3 separate regions of the Mus musculus genome follow, and regions 1 and 2 are each linked to region 3. A link is a contact called in public Hi-C data. All regions are on one chromosome and are shown on one strand. Each heading gives the region's core, a stretch centred on a gene start, on an enhancer-like site or on the middle of the called end of the contact. The rest is flanking DNA. Distances are from core to core; before and after follow the strand shown. Region 1 overlaps Acoxl (acyl-Coenzyme A oxidase-like). Region 2 overlaps Acoxl (acyl-Coenzyme A oxidase-like). Region 3 overlaps Acoxl (acyl-Coenzyme A oxidase-like).

Region 1 (3,338 bases), core at 656-3,155, 120 kb before region 3:
CTTACCATACGTTTTACATTTCTGTTAGAAGCAGAACTGCTTGCAAGTACAATTTTAAAGGTGATATATAATTCCCCACTGAGTGGTCAGAGTACGATTTACATAATCATTTTGCTATTGATACTTATTGCTATAATAAATTATGTAGTGGTGAGAATGTATTGCTTCAGTGTTTTTTATTCCATATTTATGATTATTAGGGTAGAGTCCTGGGGTAGAATTACACATAGTCCTATAGCAACATGCAAACCCTCTTCTACTTTCGCCAACAATGAGTCCCAATTTGTCCTAATATGCATTTCTGTGTTGACTGGCCACCCCATACTTTGGAGTTTAGCATTCTGTTTTTCACGTTTTATCTTCAGGGCCTGAATACTCTATTGGAATAGCTTTGCTAGTATAAAAATCTGACTTAGTACATGCTAGTGGTTTTCTAAAACTACAAAGACATATTTAAACATCAAAGATGACCTAAAAGACAAATACCCCAATCCCCTGTTCAACTGCCTAACAGGAAAACACCTGCCAATTAAATGAAGGTATCAGATAAAGATAAAATGTACAAAACACTTCAGATTTTTTGGATAATTCTTGGTCTTGAAAAGTGTGCTGTTTAAAATGAATAACTGTGTCCTAACCCTTACCTGAAGCATGACCACATTGTCACCTTCAAAGGTTACAAACACATCTGTGTCACATTTCAGGTCTGAGATTCTGGTTTCCATCATGTAACCCTGTTGCAGAGGAAGAGGAGGAGAGAAGGGAGAGAAAGAAGAAAAAAGTGTTTTAATTTGCAATGACATCATTACATGGGAAAATTAGTTCCCTTAAAATTAAAAGCACAGATCATTGAAGAGGAAAAAAGTAACAATGTATCTCTTACTCAGAATAATTTCAATATATCACATTATATCATATTATCAATATATCACATTAGCTTTGAGGTCACACATACAATTTTGGGTATTGTCTTCATTGTTGATAAAACATTGACAAATGGTTATTTCATTTTTAACCAAAAGATTTCAACTAATCACACCAATATGCTTTGTTTTCAAACTCTTCAGAATTCTACTAGTGGCTTACTCCTGCAAGAGAACAATGCCTCCCTCCACCCTGAACCACCCCCCCCCCCAAACGCTGAAGAGTACTGGAAGGCAGGTTAAAAATTCTACATTGACCAACTGCTCTGCTCTGTCAACTCACACTTTCTAGCTTCCTCCTCCTGTCTTTCCCTGCCTCCTTCCTTCTCTTCCTTTCCCTCCTCTCCTCCCTTCCCTTCCTCCTCTTCCTCCACTTCCTCTTCCTCTTTTTCACTTCTTAAAATCCTATTTCTAAGGTAGCAATTCACAGTTACCTAAGTGCTGTCAGTCTCCTCCCATAAAGAACTGGCCCTGGAGCACGTAGGTTCAGGTCCAGGCCAACGTGAGTGGAGTGTGGCATATCTCTGGCCTGGGAACTTTTCTCCTGCCAAGGCCTCTCTGCCGCTCCTCTGTCCTGCTTCCCTTTTTCATCTGGTTTGTTTCCTTTCTCACATTTCTCATTTCCTCTTTTTTTTTTTTTTTAAATTTCAGATTTCTGGCTTATCTGGATTCCCCCTTATTTATCTTACATCCTCACTTCCCCTTTCCCATCCTCCATACTGGCCATACCCACCGTACAGGATAACCCCCTTTCTCATTTCTCAGTTCTCACTTCCCTTTTCCCATGGCTCACACCTGGCTTCCTTGCCTCCCCCATAGCTTTAACATTTCTCACTTCCCGTCTCCCACCCACCGCACCCGCCCTAAGCGATGTACCAAATTTCCCCTCAGTTCTCACTTCCCTTTTCCCACCCGCTGTACCCTGAGTGTCCGCTGTACCGGATCACCCCTCTCTCAGTTCTCACTTCTCACTTCCCTTTTCCCACCCGCTGTACCCTCTGTATCCGCTGTACTCTGAGTGTCCACTGTACCGGATCTCCCCCTCTCTCAGTTCTCACTTCCCTTTTCCCATGGCTCACACCCAGATTTCTCTTCACCCTCAGACGCTTTACATTTCTCACTTCCTTTTTTGTATAAGTCAAAATTCCCACTTGTCTGGGTTCCCCTATCTGTTCATTTACTTTACAACGCCCCAGCACACACACACTCTTGTATCGTTTCCTCTTCCCCTTTATTTCAAGAGTCTTGTTTCCTGTTTTTCTCCTTTTCTCACCTCTCTTATTTGATTCCTCCCTTTCCTTTCTTACTTCCTTTTTTTTTCTTTTTTTTAATTTCAATTTCCTTCCTTTTAAAATTTGTTTGGTGTGTGTGTGTGTGTGTGTGTGTGTGTGTGTGTGTGTATACACCACAGCAGGTGTCCACAGAAGCCAGAAGAGACTAGATCCCATGGAGCTGGAGTTGCAGGCAGCTGTGAGGCACCCAACATGGGTGCTGAGAACCGGAGCTGTACCCTCTTCAAGAACAATGTGCTGAACAGTGAGCCACCACCCCAGCCCTAAAAACATTAACCAAACCAAACAACTCCCTACCCTCAGTGGGACTTCATTCTTTCTTTCTTAAAAATGCATTTACTTTTATTTTATGTATATGACTGCTTAGCCTGAATGTCCCCATGTGCACCATATGCATGCCTGGTACCAAGGGAAGCCAGAAGAGGGCATTGGATCCCCTTGAACTGGAGTTACAGGCAGTTATAAGCCACCATGTGAGTTCTGGGAACCAAATTCCAGTCCTCTACAAGAGCAGCAAATGCTCTTAACCACTGTGCCATCCCTCCAGTCCTTTAAACACACTTCTAAAATTGGCAGATAGCATATGATTTTATCATGTACAACTTATTCTTAAGTATATACACACAGAGATACAACAATGCTAATTAACAAACACACCACCTCACGTGGTTATTACTCCCATGGTAAAACCATATAACACCCACACTCTTTACATTTTTGAAGAATACAATGTATCATTATTAACTAATCTCTTAAAAATTCACTTCCTTTTTCTAGCTCTAATTCTATACCTTTAACCAATGTTGTGGTTCAGTACGTCAGCAGGCTCTTGGTCTGTGGGTTTGGCTGGGGAGAGGGGGCCTTCTACAAGGATTTCAGTGTTACAGCTCTTTTAGACAGAATTTATTGAAATGGCTTGCACATATATTTTACTTGGGGTGAATAAGGGCTATATAAACCTTGGAGAGTGGGAAGGGATTTTCAGGGTGAGTATGCATTTCCTGAGGGTTAAGGTACTAGGAACCTCTCTGTGGTGTTTTGAATATGCTTGATCCAGGAATTGGCACTATTTGGAGGTGTGGCCTTGTTGGAGGAAGTGTGTCACTGGGTGTGGGCTTTAAGA
Region 2 (3,110 bases), core at 299-2,798, 93 kb before region 3:
TGAGAATTCTGCATCTGGATCTGAAGGCCCCGAGGAGAAGACTAGCTCTTCTACATGGGGCAGAGCTTGAGCTGTAGGAGCCCTCAAAGCCCGCCTCCACAGTGACATACTTCCTCTGACATGGACACACCTCCTAATAGTAGCACTTCCCATGGGCCAAACATCTTCAAACCACCATAGTTGGTTAGTTAAATTATGTTACACATACATCATAAATGTTACCAGACACTAACACTGCTGCATACGTGAAATCTGAAGTATTGTCCTTACTGCCTCAGGGGCAAGAACTTATAAAACTTTAAACACACCAGTGCATAGAAAGAATGTGGCTTAGAAACGTGTCATTGCTTAGAAGCACAGGTGTAGCATCTATTTCCTTCCTTCTCTGTGCTTTTCTTATTTTCAAAAAACATCTACAGTGGGTATATACAGAAAGGATGCATTGCTTTTGCAATTGGGAAAAGAAACATAATGCATGTGGTTTTAAAATTGCTTCACTGAAGGGGGTGGGGATCCATCCCATATACAGTCACCAAACCCATACCCCTATAGTGGATACCAACAAGTGCTTGCTGTCAGGAGCCTGATATAGCTGTCTCCTGAGAGGCTCCACCAGTGCCTGACAAATATAGAGATGGATGCTCTCAGCCAACCATTGGATTGAGCACAGGGTCCCCAATGGTGGAGCTAGAGAAAGGAACCAAGGAGCTGAAGGGGTTTTCCCCATAGGAAGAACAACAATATGAACCAATCAGATTCCCCCAGAGCTCCCAGGGACCAAACCACCAACCAAAGAGAACACATGAAGGGACCTATGGCTCTAGCCGCATATGTAGCAGAGGATGGCCTGTGGAGCATCAATGGGAGAAGAGACCCTTGGTCCTGTGCCAGCTCAATGCCCCAGTGTAGGGGAATGCCAGGATCAGGAAGTGGGAGTGGGTGGGTTGGTGAGCAGGGGGAGGGGGAGGAAAGGATAAGGGTTTTTTGGAGGGGAAACAAGGAAATGGGATAACATTTGAAATGTAAATAAAGAAAAAATATATAAAAAAAATTGTTGGGGCTGGTGAGATGGCTCAGCGTGTAAAAGCACCCAACTGCTCTTCTGAAGGTCCTGAGTTCAAATCCCAGCAACCACATGGTGGCTCACAACCATCCATAAGGAGATCTGACTCCCTCTTCTGGAATGTCTGAAGACAGCTACAGTGTACCTACATATAATAAATAAATAAATCTTTAAAAAAAATTGTTTCACTGAGGAAATAACATGCCCTCCCTAGATAACACTCATGCTGAGTACTAGTGCCAGACATGAAAGCCAGAAGTTAAGAGGAGTGCCTCAAAGGTTAGGAGGATTGCTGGTGATAAGAGAGAAGCAGCAAAGATTATTGCCAGAACGGTTCCTATCTTAGCACACTATGTAATTTTTCAAGTTTCCTGCTCCCATACTAGACATGACATCACATTTGTCATCCCCTCAAAGGAGCTGCCAGTGGGGCACTCGTGCTTTGGATATGACTGACATACGGCCAAGGCTGGCAACTTCTCCATAAAAAGTCATGATGACTCAGTCAGTAAATGTCTGCTGTCCAAGCATGAGAACCTAACTTTAGATCCCCATCACCCATGCAGAAAGCTGCGGGTGGTGAATGCCCCTGTGATTCCAGCCCTGGAGAGGCAAGTAGATTTCTGGAGTTTACTGACCAGCCTGTCTACCAAATCAGTGATCTCCATATTCAGAGAAAGACCTAGTCTCCAGAAATAAGGTGGGACAAACGTGGGTGGCAGGACATAGAGAAATGAAGCTGGAACTTAACTGGAAGCCCCCTTTCTCCTGGCTAGCATGCCTCCTGCTGGCTAGAAGGTGCTAGAAGCTGCCAGAGGAGAAAAGTTGAAGCCATAATTCCAACCCGCCATGCCAAGTGCAATCCCTGGAACAATAGGGGCATGACTGTTACAGGAGTAAATGACAGATACCTGAATAGACTTAAGGCCAAAGAAGAGAATTCATGATTGGTACTTTAAACCTGTTTAGAAAGTCATGGCTAGAAGGTCATAGGCCCTGGGGTGGGGACGGGAGGACTCACTGCTGCTGTTTTCATAAGTTGACATCACATAATACTATCTTCTAAATATTTACATTTATATGCATAGATATATACCACCCTAAGCCTGGATCAGAGAAGCTTCTCTTTGCAGTGAAAGAGATACATGGCTGTTCTAGCTATGACTGATGAGCATGCAGCCCTAAATATTTATATCATGTATCCAGGCTCAGGGATTATCCAGAAGAGGTGGGAGAAAGAGTATAAGAGCCAAATGTTGGAGAGAAGAGCTACAAAACACTGTTTTCTGAGTGTGACAGAGAATTCATGAACGCACCGCAGCAGAGATCCCCTGCACTGGGCCTGAACAAAGCTGGGTTTTTTAGCAGTCATCCATGGATGGGAAGGACTCAGAGGGTCTCCCCCTCCCTGGGGAAACTATTGGCTGTTGATGGGTGTTGGGGAAGAAGAAATCATGGCCTTCAGTTGTATACCTTCTGGGCTCTAAAGGATAGTTCTGCAACCACAGTTTTACAGGTAGCCTTGCTTAAACTCAGTGGGTCACAAAACAAAACAAAAGATACAAAGGTAGAAAAGGGGTTTGTAGGAAAGAGGCAGAATGGACAGTAATGGACGGGAGACAGAAGACAGCAAGGGTAAGAATAATTAGATGTATCATAGCCATCAAAAGTGTCAAAAGGAAATTTAACTCATTAACAAAAGGTGATTGAGGAAGGCAGCCAACATCAACCACTGGCTTCTACATGCACACACACGAACAAGCACACACACTCCAAAATCCTTTAATTGTCTGAAGTAAAATAACGCACAGAAAGGTGAAAGGGGACAAGTTTTATGAATCAATCTCAAGTTCTAAGAATGAGAGAAAATAGATACACAGGACACCCACTCACTCCCCTCAGTCCATTAGTCCATCTGTCCACCTGTCTATCAAGTGGTCACTGCTTAGTCCTTAGCCACTTTGCATGCTGCACACCCTAGTCAGCCTTAGGACAGAGGGACCTAGTGAAGAACTCAGCCCCAGCTCTAGCTGCCACTCAGTCCAGT
Region 3 (3,426 bases), core at 261-2,760:
GAGCTGAACTCACAGCAGAGCTGTAGAAATGCCTAGAATTAGTAAACCAAGAAATTCAGAAACACAAACAAGTCATAGACTCTCATCTTGCTCCTCCCCTCAGAGTTTTGTGGTGTCTGACTAAAAAGGCCCAGGGAATTTTTAAATATCTATAATGAGAGATAAACCTTTTTTGACCTATTAAAGTTTATTGTAGACTAGGCATAGAAAATTATTACAAGCCGGGCAGTGGTGGCGCATGCCTTTAGTCCCAGCACTTGGGAGGCAGAGGCAGGTGGATTTCTGAGTTCAAGGCCAGCCTGGTCTACAAAGTGAGTTCCAGGACAGCCAGGGCTACACAGAGAAACCCTGTCTTGAAAAACAAATAAACAAACAAACAGAAAAAAAGAAAGAAAATTATTACAGTGGATTGAGTTTTTTAAAATTCCTCTGGACACCTTCCATAAATGTTTGCCATAAATGGCTCCTTTCCCCATAAAAGAACATCTGTATGAAGAAGCCTCGGGCCTCAGCCCTTCATTAGCCCTCCTGGCACACAGATGCTTGGGACCACGGAAAGGTACTACTCTTAGAAAAAGCCAGCAGCCTACTATAGAGCCACTAGATGGGGTGGAGGCCTAGATTCTGGCCCTGCCACTAGCCAGCTGACATCTGACAAATTCCAGTTTGGGTAGAATCTCTATGACTTTCAATGTAGACAATTTTTAAATCTTTGGTTAAGCTCAGTTAATCAAAGCAAACATGACTGTATACCACACAGTGATCCAGGAGCAGCTGTGGCTAGGGCTTATGCAAGACACTCAAAGACTTATCACCTGAAAACTACCCTGCCTGCACGGTAAGAACTGGACCCTAGTGAACTGTGAGCCCTGACAAACCCTGGACAAACTGCTATGTTGTTTTAGATCACAACATTTCTCAACTAAATACAAGACTCATGAGAATATCCACCTTACAGGACTGCCGAGATGAACTGTGATTGCTCATAGCATGCTTCAAATGCTGTCCCTTAACAGGAAGCTCTCAACAAAAGCCAGCCACAGTTGTGGCTTTTCTCTTTCAATCCCTTTCTCTGTGAATCTACTAAAGCAAGGGACAGAAACATGACAGAGTGAAATGTGAAGAAAAGGGACAGTCCCCTTCACAGGGACCATCTTACATGGAAATGGCTTCAGGCAGAAACACTGAGGAAAACCTGCCAGCCATCGGTTGTCATTGTCCAACCTTCCAGGTGGCACAGACGATGATTCCCAGTGACAGGTGACAGTCTCCATGAAACAATGCAGCTCCCTACAGCTGTAGCCCAGATACCCTCTGTCCCAAGTAAGTGGGCCACAGAGCTGAGGAAGGCCAGCTTCCTTCCTAGCAGGACCCAAGCAAGGAACATCTGAAAAACAGTCCACAGCCATGTGTCCCAGTCCCCATGGCTGCCGTGGCTGTACCTGGAGCCTCAGAAGGCTGGGTTCCCAGAGGCCTGTTTGGCCTCTGATGACTCACTGACAAGCAGTGCTGATCCTTGAACTGCTGGCACAGTCACAGCAGCTAAAGTTCCCTATGCCACATCAAACAGGGAGGAACGCCCAAGGACTTCCCTCTCCTTCAGCACTGAAAAACTCCACTCCTACCACAGGCGCTGAGAGTGTCCATCTATCTGTAAGCACGACCTAGCTGTGTGACTCAAGAAAGATGGGCTGCATGCCAACTCTAGGTCACTCTGCCAGGGATCAAGAGGCCTTACTCGGAAATATTTCTATAAAAGAGGGGGTGGGGCGCAGCTGAGCGACCGAGTTTGTATTCTTCATGTAGGAATTCTTAGATTCAATCCCAACCATGGAGAGCAGTGGGGCTTAGTATAGAACACAATCTCCGAGGTCCCTTCCAACCCACAATACCCTAGGGCTTTCCTTCTATAAGGTGCTAGCCCTGGATCCCGACCACCACCTGCCCCTGTCCCCTTGCCAGGGTAACCCTGGATGCTCCCTTTCAATGGTCTAGTTTCTTTGGTACACTCTGAGTCTCTGTGGGGTATGCACCAGGTCATCTCTATCATCATCGCAGTGCTGAAAGGGAACAAATTGGGCCCATATAAAAGGAACTGCGCTCAAAACGGTAGTTCTTCCACACACTTTCAACACACAAGCTTATCTCTAGCTGTACTGAGCTCTGGCTCCTCACTTTGGAGGAAAGTGCGGCAGATTAATCTTTTAAAAGATAAATATTGCGGTATATATGTCTTTAATCCCAGTAACTGGCCTGAAGAGGCAGGGATATCTCTCTGAGTTAGAGGCCAACCTGGTCTATAAGGGGAGTTCAAAGCCAGGCAGAGATACATTGCAAGACCCTGACTCAAAATAAAGATAAATGTTTACGTTTCTGTTGTAAAAACATAAGCAATTGCCATAGAGTCAACACGACAATGTGTAAGCATTTTTATACCCATCCAAAGTGATACAACGGGCTTTGGTTTTGTTGGGTTCATTTGATTTTAGGAGACATTTATGAGTCAAATTATGCCCTGGAGTCATCAAAATAACCATAGCTTATTTACAAGCTTGATCTTGAGCCCAGCAATCACACAGCTGAGGCTCCCCCACTCTCACAGTGACCATTGCCCTTTTAAAGTCAGCACTTGTGGTTGATAAGAAGCCGAATAAACCGCTGACAACGGCAAAATTCCAGCCACTTCTGACACCCAAAGCAAAGCAAATAAGCAGTCAGGAAACAATCCGCAAATTGGTCTTTGCTGCCCTCTGGTGGTTGGTCCTGGGAAGGTTCCACGCCATAGTTGACACAGATGTACCCTTACCCCAATCTCCCATCCCAGGACCATCTACGCTAAAACCATCATCCCACCAGAATTCTCACCCACAGAGCAAGTCCTGGTATTCTGCTCTCTTCTCCCTCTCCCCCTACCATTCTCTTCTCTCTCTCTCTCTCTCTCTCTCTCTCTCTCTCTCTCTCTCTCTCTCGGAAAAGGAATAATACAGCCCAAGCAGCTTAATGTTCACTGAGACCGTGCTTTCTCTAAAAAGACAACTAATGAGAGATGAGCCACGAATTTCAACTCTCCCACGCTGCTCTCTGAGAACAGATGAATGGTGAGCTCACTTGACACGTGTTAAAAGAGTATGCATCTGTTGAATTTCTCTCTAGTTTTAGCAAAACACACACCATGCATGTTTAGGACACTGACATAGGAACCCACTACCTCTCTTAGCTCTGCCCTCTATTAGGCCAAGTTACATGAACATTAGCAAAGGCTTTCAACTCTAGCCATGCCCATTCAGTACAGCTCCCACCCTGAGCCTTCCTGCAAGATCTCACCGAGGTGCTACCTACCTCCAGGCTCCTCCCGTACTCCCAGCTACGGCATGGTTCTAATGTGATCCAGAGAGATGGGTTGTTTTCTCCACAGTGTTGCACAGA

Evidence for each region. A called contact is a pair of places that touch in the nucleus more often than the background predicts.
Region 1: a contact with region 3 is called in a Hi-C map of the BV-2 cell line, with 2.6 times the contacts expected there. The contact joins two enhancer-like sites. A contact is called at or near these places in 4 of 39 promoter capture datasets (the C10 cell line, hematopoietic stem and progenitor cells and liver), 16 of 484 Hi-C or Micro-C datasets (B cells, the BV-2 cell line, the CH12 cell line and 9 more) and 3 of 115 datasets of contacts at active chromatin or transcription factors (CD8 T cells, bone marrow-derived dendritic cells and intestinal villus epithelium).
Region 2: a Hi-C map of bone marrow-derived macrophages shows a contact between it and region 3, with 3 times the contacts expected there. The contact joins two enhancer-like sites. A contact is called at or near these places in 4 of 39 promoter capture datasets (the C10 cell line, hematopoietic stem and progenitor cells and liver), 9 of 484 Hi-C or Micro-C datasets (bone marrow-derived macrophages, centrocytes, embryonic fibroblasts and 2 more), 3 of 115 datasets of contacts at active chromatin or transcription factors (CD8 T cells, bone marrow-derived dendritic cells and intestinal villus epithelium) and 2 of 9 other capture datasets (adipose tissue and liver).

Annotation. Positions count from the first base shown.
Region 1 is chr2:128,007,473-128,010,810 of GRCm38.p6, reverse strand. Acoxl (acyl-Coenzyme A oxidase-like) reads right to left here. Exons shown (of 18, transcript NM_028765.3): 12 at 645-734. Among named protein-coding and RNA genes, the nearest start is that of Bcl2l11, 120 kb to the left of the region's middle. Within about 2 kb of position 1,905, at least 89 of the 459 cell types and tissues checked have an H3K27ac peak or open chromatin away from gene starts, as enhancers often do. A contact at or near this core is called in the BV-2 cell line and bone marrow-derived macrophages, where this site is marked.
Region 2 is chr2:127,981,904-127,985,013 of GRCm38.p6, reverse strand. The region is part of intron 11 of Acoxl (acyl-Coenzyme A oxidase-like); the gene reads right to left. Among named protein-coding and RNA genes, the nearest start is that of Acoxl, 130 kb to the right of the region's middle. Within about 2 kb of position 1,548, at least 2 of the 459 cell types and tissues checked have an H3K27ac peak or open chromatin away from gene starts, as enhancers often do. A contact at or near this core is called in bone marrow-derived macrophages, where this site is marked.
Region 3 is chr2:127,888,910-127,892,335 of GRCm38.p6, reverse strand. All of the region lies in intron 8 of Acoxl (acyl-Coenzyme A oxidase-like), which reads right to left. Among named protein-coding and RNA genes, the nearest start is that of Acoxl, 36 kb to the right of the region's middle. Within about 2 kb of position 1,510, at least 43 of the 459 cell types and tissues checked have an H3K27ac peak or open chromatin away from gene starts, as enhancers often do. A contact at or near this core is called in the BV-2 cell line and bone marrow-derived macrophages, where this site is marked.